2 separate regions of the Rattus norvegicus genome follow, and region 2 is linked to region 1. A link is a contact called in public Hi-C data. All regions are on one chromosome and are shown on one strand. Each heading gives the region's core, a stretch centred on a gene start, on an enhancer-like site or on the middle of the called end of the contact. The rest is flanking DNA. Distances are from core to core; before and after follow the strand shown.

Region 1 (4,748 bases), core at 1,159-3,658:
AGAGGCAGCTCTTCACACATGTTCAAGGGTAGATCAGGGCTCCATGAATTAAGAAACTAAATTCAGGGGGCTGGGGATTTAGCTCAGTGGTAGAGCGCTTGCCTAGGAAGCGCAAGGCCCTGGGTTCGGTCCCCAGCTCCGGAAAAAAACAAAAAACCAAAAACTAAATTCAATGGACCCAATACACGAACCCTAAAAAACGTACAAGGCATAGGAAATAAAATTATCCCCGGGGGAGAAGCATTTAAAATATACAGCGTTTTCAGCTTGCCTACGCTGGCACTCAGAGAGGGTAAAATGTGACAGAAGTCAAAATGACTTTGAAGAGAGCTGAACACCAACTGGGCCCCAGCTGAGTAGAGCACAGCAGAAATTCAGGCTCCTAATTCCTTCCCCGAGGTCATGATGCCCCCCCCCCCCCCCCCAGGAAAGCCTCACCAGACTCTTGGGAAGTCAGGGAAAACTAGAAACCAGGGAAGGGAAAGTAGGGGGAGGGGGGGGGTCTCACTATTTCATGCTATTTCATGTGTTCCTGAGGGCTTGGAAATGCCAGAGCCCTTCTGCTCTCCCTGTTGGGTTGGCCATTTAAAAAGCACTACTCCCACATCTAGAGCTAACAGAGAGTCAAACCAAAGCCTTTGCCACCACCGATGAGGTCCAATCTCCCATCTAATTATGAATTGGAGTCTTAGGTTATGTCGCTGGTCCAACTCATTTCAGGCTATTGACTTTGCATTTTTTTGCCCTTGAGACCATCTTTAAAAATCTCACCTTTGAACACACTTTCCGTCTTGCTAGTTGGTCCTGCCGCCTTTTTATTATTCTCGGACTCTGTAGACAGGGGCACTGTAGAAGCCAGTTCTCCTCGGAACACCTTTGCCTCGAGAAGGGCAGCCTGGGGAGTCAACAAGGAAAGACACTCACCTTGATAACAGCCATTACAATGTTACATATTAATATTCATGCAGCACAATTACAATGTTCATCACATATGGGAATTATGAACATTCTGATAAGGACCCAAAAAGCTGCAAGAAAAATATACCCCAAGTTCCAGGAAAATCACTGTTAGCATCTGGGTAAATGAAAACATCCTTATTTCCCTAATCTCTGCAGAAATTTCCCAAGATAGGGATTGGGGATTTAGCTCAGTGGTAGAGTGCTTGCCTAGGAAGCGCAAGGCCCTGGGTTCGGTCCCCAGCTCCGAAAAAAAAGAACCAAAAAAAAAAAAAAAAAAAAAAGAAATTTCCCAAGATAGACACTTGGAAAGTTTTTATTAAAAATAAAGACATTTCCAGCTTCGTTATACAAAACTTCAGGATATCTTGGAGAAGGAGCCTGGTCCTGTGTTCTGCAGAAACCTGTGGTTCAGGCAGTAGGAAGTAGGTAGGAGACATGATTTCTGAGAAAAGCTCTTGCTGTCACATGTCTTGCAAAGCCTCATTAGACAAGACCTGTGTTAGCATGGGGGGAGGAGGAACGGGGGAGGGAAGTGCTGGCCTCTGGACTTCAGCCATCACCTAGATGGCCAGCGGTAACCCTCATGCCAGTATCCTGGATGAAGGCCCAGTTGGTTCTCAGCCCAATTCAGACTACTGGATCCTAGACAGGACAGCAAGTTTATTCTGATTATCTGGTTCCTCTACGAAATACTATGTTTCTTTTTGCAAAATTATCTCTCGACACTTAGTAAAGTTGCAGAAACACTATCTACTAGTAGATACGATGTAGATAATTGCTTCAGAAGTGTTACAATGTAAGAAGAATCTTACTGTAATTCCGCCGGCAACCGCTAAGGTATGGTGCTAGATCTTCATGTCCAGGCCCCAAAAAGAACCGGAAAAGTTCTATTTATATTGATGATTCTCCGCGTATGTGTACCAATAATTTGGAAAAAAATCGCTGGAAGTTATACCTGAAGGAGTAACTAGTGTTCATCTGACGATGGCGGCCCTCTGTCATCTGTATTTTATTTTGCTTTGAGCATTTCCTACTTTGGGGCCGGTTCAATGACAGCTCTTGACAAGCAAGCGCAGGGCCCTAGGTTTCATCCACCGAACCCAACCCAAACAAACCCCAACACTGATTTTGCAGAGAAAGTCGGGTTTTGCTTTTTAAACAGCCAAGGAGCCTTGGCTTCGCTCCTGCAGAGAAACCACTTCTCTTGGGGTCAGGTGAGCACAGGCCCTGGGACCTCTTTACCGCACCGAGCCCACGCGTGCAGCTAAGGGCCAGACTAAGGACCGGGTAGGTCTCTCCCGTTCGCTTTTTACCTTCAGCGCCCGGATTCGTCCTCCCCGCAGCAGGAGAGAGACCGCCATGGTACAGACGCCCAGCGCCGAGGTCGCACCTAGGTACGTAACCTGAGCGTGCACCCGCACAACCCGAGGCTCGGCCCCGCGTCACGTTCGCCAATCGTACACCAGGGTGGGGCCAAGCGCTTGCGCGCGCATTCTGGGCGGGCTCCCAGAGGCCACGCCTCTGACTGAGTCCACTAATCCCGGGTGAGAGTGCTTGGTGCCCGCCCCTTGGGCAGGTCTGGGTGGAAGTCCTGCCCCTGCGATCTGGGCCTGTCCACCTTGCCCTGATCTCACCCTTAACTCTAGTCTGCAACCTACTAAAGTTGTGCAACTAGGATCGTGTCCTTTGCGTTTCTGGTTCGTCTTGAGAGTCTTCTGTGTTTGGTGAGATTTTTGTGAGTTTGTTGTTTCTTGGAGATACAACTAGGTGGTAGGGCGTTTGCCTAATAGGGGCGTGGCCTTGCACAAACAAACCGGAAGCTGGGAGTGGTGGTGCCCACCTACCTTACCAGCACTAGGCAACTGTAAGGATTAATCAGTAGATAAATTCATTAATGAGGGCGCGTGCGCGCGCACACACACACACATACCCTCACCAGTTGTAGACCAAGTCTTCAACACACAAGGCTTTTCAGAGAACCATATACAAGGCATGGAGTATGGAGTTATTGGTTATCAATTCCTAATTCCACTGATTGATTGGTGCCCCCTCCCACGTTGCCCAGTGCACAGTATTTTACACAGATGGATATATCAACACCTCCAATTTCCACCAAGGAAACTTCAATGTCAATAAAAGGGTTCAGGACACTGAAATAAATTACTGGGGAGAAAAAATTTATTAGCACTATTAATGTTGTGTAAAGGCAAGCAGGGGGACAACAGCATAACAAGAGCTCCGAGGAGTGTCCAAGCCCCAGAGACAGAGCACATGGCCAGGTCTTTGAAAACTGGAGTCAGCCCATGTGGAAGCATCTAGCTTTGCGGATGGGAGTTTTTTGTTGTTGTTGTTTTTGGTTTTTTGTTTTTTGTTTTTTGTTTTTTTTTGGTTCTTTTTTTTCGTAGCTGGGGACCGAACCCAGGGCCTTGCGCTTCCTAGGCAAGCGTTCTACCACTGAGCTAAATCCCCAACCCCGGGAGTTTTTGTGACATGAGATTGCTACCTGTATTGTGGGCTGAGAAGAAGCTAGATTCTAACAGGGCAGCCTTACAAAATCCCGTGAGGTTGACTGGAAATGGGCCTCTGAACAACATCTGGAACCTCATTCGGGTGGCCAGATAAACTGCCAGCATCAAGAGCCACTTGATCTCGCGGAGCTCAGGAAGGCAGAAAGAGCAGATGCAGGTCTAGACAACAGTGTGGACACACCCACTGTCTCTAAAGGAAGAAGACACACACAGCATGCTGACAGAATTGTCTTTTTTCACCTAATCTTGTCTCCGAGGGACTCTCCCGTTCAACTTCCTTTTGTGTGCTTGCTTTACGGGTGAGTAAATAATACGGAAGGGAACAGGTACTACCTGTCCTTTGCGGGACCAGAGTTGGAACTTTAAGATCATGGGACTCAAAACCTCCACTTCTCACAGCTGACCAGTTTAGATGTTGGTGGAACTGGGAGACACAAGAACAAACGAAAGAGCGCTTACCTAGGAAGTGCAAGGCCCTGGGTTCGGTCCCCAGCTCCGAAAAAAAAGAACAAAAAAAAAAAAAAAAAAGAACAAATGAAAGGGAAAGACTCCTCAGTGGGAGAGCTTGGATGCATTTGCCCCTCTGAGGGCTCATGAGCTGGAAGCTCTTGGTCTCCAGGTTGGTGATGAGGGACTAGAAGCAGTACGAGGTGGGGCCCGTGGGAAGTAATTAATCATTATGAGTACAGCTCTTGGAAGGGATTAATGTTGCTTGTGTGGGAACCCGGTAATTCTCATAAGGAGGGTGTGATGTTTTGGGGTGGTTGGCTTGGTTGATTTGAAGGTGTTTTGTTTTGTTTTGTTTTGAACCAGTTTCCCGATGTAGCCTAGATTGCCCTTGAACTTACTCTCCTTACGACTCTGCCCTTCCTCCTTCCTTTCTTCCTTCCTTCCTCTCTCTCTCCTTCTCTCTCTTTCTCTCTCTCTCTTTCTTTCTTTGTTTTTTGATTTTTCAAGACAGAGTTTCTCCAGCTGGAGAGATGGCTCAGAGGTTAAGAGCACTGACTGCTCTTCCAGAGGTCCTGAGTTCGATTCCCAGCAACCACATGGTGACTCACAACCCTCTGTAATGGGATCTGATGCCCTCTTCTGGTGTGCCTGAAGACAGCTATAGTGCACCCATATACATGAAATAAATAAATCAAAAAGAAAAAAAAAAAAGAAAAAGACAGGGCTGGAGAGATGGCTCTGTGGTTAAGAGCACTGACTGTTTTTCCAGAGGTCCTGAGTTCAAATCCCAGCAACCACCTGTCAACCATC
Region 2 (4,748 bases), core at 749-3,248, 75 kb before region 1:
ATTTGGTTCCCAGAACTACATGGCAGCTCCCTCACGGTGGTTCCAGGGAGCCTGACACCTTCCTCTGTCCTCCTCAGAATCCAGACAAGGTAGGTATTCATGTAGGCTACACCCACACATCTAAAAACAAGTGAATCTTTACAAACACAACCCATGTACAGTCACTCAGAGAAACACCCCTGTGCACTAAGTCGGAGTCTCAGCGTGTGTAGCTCTGCCTGCTCTAGGACTTATAGGAAGACCAGGCTAGCCTCAAACTCACCGAGATCTGCCCGCCTCTGTCTCCCTCGTGCTGGCGCTAGGGGTGCCACTACACCCAGCTCCTCGTGTGTACTTCCGAAAGCTCAGGGGTCACTGTGCTGAGCTACAAAGCACTGATGAAAAGGCCCCGGTGATGCAGCCGTGTGCCGTGTTTCTGGACTGAAGAGTCACAGAGTAAAGAAGTCAGCTCCCCTAACCGAGGCACAGGGTCAGTGCATTCTGTCAGTGCCCACGGGGCATTTGTTCTATAGGTCTACACAGCAGCACTGACCGTTTATATGGGAGAGCAAAGCCACCGGAAGAGAGCGAAAACAGTTCCAAGGAAAATGTAGAGGGAGGAGACCATCTCTCCGATGCCCGAGACTCGCCAAGAGCTGTAATAATCACGGCCGGCCTCATGGTACAGAACATCAAACACCCACCCGGCTTTTGACAAACAGGAAGGAAAAGCAGTCCAGCAGGAGAGCTCCTAGCAGCAGGCGTCAAAGCAGATAAACACTGGCAGACAATTAGAACGTTCAAAACTCAGAAATTTAAGGGAAATAAAAGTTTACAAAATGAGCAAAGACGTAAGCCGTCTTTTAGCAAAGACGTCACACAGACGGCAGATCAGCACGTGAAAATACCATTTGCTGTCAGGGATAAACAAACAAAGTTCATGACGAAACAGCACATACCACAGTGGTGCCTCATCCCTGACTAGGCTTCAGGGAGCTCTGAGAAGTTTGCCAGATACTGTATGAGTCTACTTCTGTGAGGAACCCAGCTAGTCAATTCAGAGATGAGAAAGAGAATGGCAGGGCCATGGAGAGCAGGAGGAGTTGTATCTAATGAGAGAGGACTTCCCCTGGGAAGACGGGAGAGTCCTGGAGTTACAGTGGTGGCGATGGTTACACAACAGTGAGGATGCACTTGGTACCCTGACTACATTCCCTGAAATGGCTACAGTGACGACAACAAGGTAAGGGTCTTACGTCATCACGGAAGCCAGCGATTGTGTAGGAGCAGGAGGTCGGGAGTTAACGCCAAGTGACCAATACCACAATGACCAAGAAGCACACTGGGCCCCAAAGTACCTGGGACTGCACTGGGGAGTACGGACTTCCAGGCTCCCCACTCAGCAGGGTCTCGCTGTTCATTTTTGTCTTCAGACAGGCAATGTACCGACTACAGAAGTCTTTACAGAGCTCGTTCACCTTCTCCAGTTCAAGAAGATGAATACGCAGGACCTGGATTGCTTTCACCATCTAGAGGTAGGGAAAATACAGACTTTGAAGTGGGAAACAGTGTGCCATCGTCTGTATGAGAAGCTGCCATCGTCATACACTGCTTACTTATTAGATGGAGACAGCGGCAGTGCTAGCGAGAGGAGAGGAGCAGCGTTGTGTCCTGGCCTCTGCCCTACTCGGGCTGCACCTGGGCCGCACGCAGAGCAGGGTGCCCCTTTCAGCATGGCTGTGCTGCAGCCTCGCCCTACTCCATCTCCACATCTTCATCTGTCCTGTAGGTGGCTCTCAAAGGCCAACCTCCAGCTCTGCCCTTTCTGGATCATGTGTCTGGTGTCAAGTCTGAGAACTCTGCATAGCTCTAGATCCCAACCTCTTGTGTTATTTCTCTCCTGTTTAATATGATGTCATCAAGCACCGAGGAGACTTGCTCCCAAGCAATGGGTCACAAATGCCAACAGTGCCCTGTCATTGGTACTCCTTGCTGGGAGCACAGGCCAGCCCCTCAGCCACAGGCTCATGTATGAAGTCATCTACATTCTTGATGCAGTGAGAGACCGGTCAGAAGCAAAAGCTATGGAGTGTGAACTGGGCTTAGATGGTGCTGCCAGTCAAAACACCGACTGAGCCAGGCCAGGGATGGGCCAGAACCAAAAGCTCTTCTGATTCTTGCTCAAATGACAGGCATTTCAGAGCACACGAGGCAGAGTCTGACACGGCCCACCTCGGAAGCCTCTCAGGTGGTAAAGATCAAGTAAGAAATGTAAAGCATCAGACCTAACACTGACACACTTTATCCACAGACAATAACGCTTCCAAAGACCCACTGAGTCCTGAGTCCCACAGGGAATTCACAAAACCCAGAGAAGGCCTTGCTGTGGGGTATCTGAGTCTGGCAGAGGCTCAGGCTCAAAGGCAGGCAGTGTAGGTGCCTTGAAGAAGGACGCTGTGTCCTCAAAGACCTCTCTCCACTGCGCTGGACAGGAAGAAGGCAGAGCAACTAGTGTCAGTGTTGGGAGGGAGCTGCTTTGCAGATGACGACTCAAGCCTGTTTCTAAGATTAGACCTGTACTCACGGCTCAAGTGGAGCAGACTCCCCCCGCCCCCTGTGGGAGCAGTCGGCCCCAAGGAATCTTCAGACACCCACCTCACGAGGAGGTGAGCCCCACCTCACGAGGAGGCACAATTAGTTAGATTGTTAAAGGGAAAATTAGCTAGAAACCAGGAGACCAGGAAGGTAAACTTCAAGAACAGATTTAAATCACAAAAAGTAGAAACAAAACACCAACTTTACTCACTAAGTTGTCTGTTTCCGGATCTTCACAGAAGAAGGGCTTCCCGTCCTTTTCTTGCTTCCTGACAAAGTTCTCAATGTCCACATCGAAGCTGGCGGACGTCGTGCCTTCTGATCCCTGTGTGGACTGCTCACATTTCTCAAACAGCAAAGCTAGCAATGGAAATAGCGGGTGCCTGTGGGGAAACAGAGCAAGGGTGTGCCACATCCCTCCAGGAACACTCTGGGATGTGTGCACCAATGGGCCTCTGCCCACACTGTCACAGGGATCTGTTTTTCAGTCAGGCTTCTAACTTGAGGCTCTCCTGCCTCAGCCTCAAGTCCCTGAAGTTACAGATGTGCATTGTCTGGCCTGTATGAATGATGTTTAAACAGCCTGTTACTTGTTTCTGTATATTCTTTTACAATTTTATGCTATGTGCATGCACACCTGGTGCCCATGGAGGCCAGAAGAGGGCGCCAGATCCCTCAGGTCCTCTGGAAGAACAATCTGTGCTCTTCCCCACTGAGCCATCTCTCTCAACCCATCCATCACTTGTTTTTTAATTCGTTTAGTAGTCAGAGTATGGCTACTCTGAGTAGAACTGTTTCATGAAATTTTTTTTTTTTTGGTTCTTTTTTTCGGAGCTGGGGACCGAACCCAGGGCCTTGCGCTTCCTAGGCAAGCGCTCTACCACTGAGCTAAATCCCCAACCCCTCATGAAATATTTTTAATGAGTTAGCTTTACACTATATGAAAATATCTTTTCAAAATTCCTAATCATTTCATTAACTTTTCCTTGTTATTTGTTTGCTATTTGACAGGGTCTTATTACATAGTCCAGACGGGCCTTGATTCCTGCTCCTCTCAGGCCAGCCTTCTGAGGCCTGGGCTATAGCATGGACTACCATGCCTGATTTCAATTTGTATGTGTGAACTATCCAACAATAAAATGGACCATTCTCGGTTCTTAGACCCTTACAAGTGTGTCTAGTCACCACTGTAAACAGGACACAGAGCAGCTCTAGGACACCCAGCCTTTCTTGTTCTCCCTTCCGTGTGCCATGCTGGAAGCCCTAGTTCCAGCAGAGGTCACCATCGTCAAGTTTTCTCTTGGTGTCATGGAAAAGCAATTATACAAAATGCAAGGCTTCTGAGAAGGGCTTAAGATAGCTGGGGTTCCTGTGAACACGTGTTGCAGCCATATACCTTCCTTTCCATGGGCCCACCACTGTCGAGAAACATCCAGGCTGTTTCTAGTCTGAGGATCATGAGTGAAGCTTCTAACACCCCGTGTACAGCTAGCTGTGCATCTACAGACCTGTGTTCACAGGACACTACAGTCAAAGGGAGGACGCACAGCCGGGTGTGTAGAACACTTGGGTGGTAGAGGCAGGTGGATCGTTGTGAGTTCAAGGCCAGCTTTACCTATATAGTGAGTTCCAGGGCAGGCTAGGACTACAGAGAGATCCCATCTTAAAAAGGACGAGGCAACCCAACCCCAAGTGCCCAGTATCTGCTGAAGGATAAACGTGGTGTATAAACAGGATACAGCCTCAAAGAGGAAGAAAGTCCCAGCAGGCTCTATATTACAGTCCTCACATAAACCATTTGATGTGAAGGAAGCCAGTCAAGAAAAGATATTACTTAACTGAAGTGAGTCCTCACTCAGGAGATACCTGGGTATAAGGTCAAGAGAGCAAAATGACAGTTTCCAGAACTGCATGTAGAGGTCAGAGGACAAATCTATGGCATTTTCCTCACCCTCTGTGGGTTCTAGGACTCAAACTCAGGTCATCTCATTTACATGGTAAGACTTTCCTTGCTGACCCATTCTCTAGGCCTCCTCTTTCCCTTTTAGGGTTTTGTTAGGTAGTCCAGACTGGCCTGCAACTGGCTTTGAACTGTCTATCCCCGTGCTGAGAGTCTAAGTGTGCACCACCATGCTTGTTCTGAAGACTTCCTGGAAGGTTACCTGAGTTTAGGT

The links. Hi-C and Micro-C count contacts between places; a contact is called where the count stands out from the background.
Region 2: a Hi-C map of the A7r5 cell line shows a contact between it and region 1, with 2.4 times the contacts expected there. The contact joins the enhancer-like site here to the promoter of Ndufv3 in region 1. A contact is called at or near these places in 8 of 12 Hi-C or Micro-C datasets (the A7r5 cell line, Schwann cells, frontal cortex and 4 more).

The regions. Positions count from the first base shown.
Region 1 is chr20:9,611,446-9,616,193 of GRCr8, reverse strand. Ndufv3 (NADH:ubiquinone oxidoreductase subunit V3) reads right to left here and starts at 2,408. Exons shown (of 4, transcript NM_022607.2): 1 at 2,274-2,408; 2 at 772-895. The coding sequence starts at 2,321. It overlaps LOC134483879 (a long non-coding RNA gene), which reads left to right and starts at 2,496. Exons shown (of 3, transcript XR_010061034.1): 1 at 2,496-2,684; 2 at 3,685-3,787; 3 at 4,450-4,748.
Region 2 is chr20:9,686,136-9,690,883 of GRCr8, reverse strand. It overlaps Pknox1 (PBX/knotted 1 homeobox 1), which reads right to left. Exons shown (of 10, transcript NM_001013074.2): 3 at 2,786-2,957; 4 at 1,338-1,508. Among named protein-coding and RNA genes, the nearest start is that of Pknox1, 6.8 kb to the right of the region's middle. Within about 2 kb of position 1,998, at least 9 of the 93 cell types and tissues checked have an H3K27ac peak or open chromatin away from gene starts, as enhancers often do. A contact at or near this core is called in the A7r5 cell line, where this site is marked.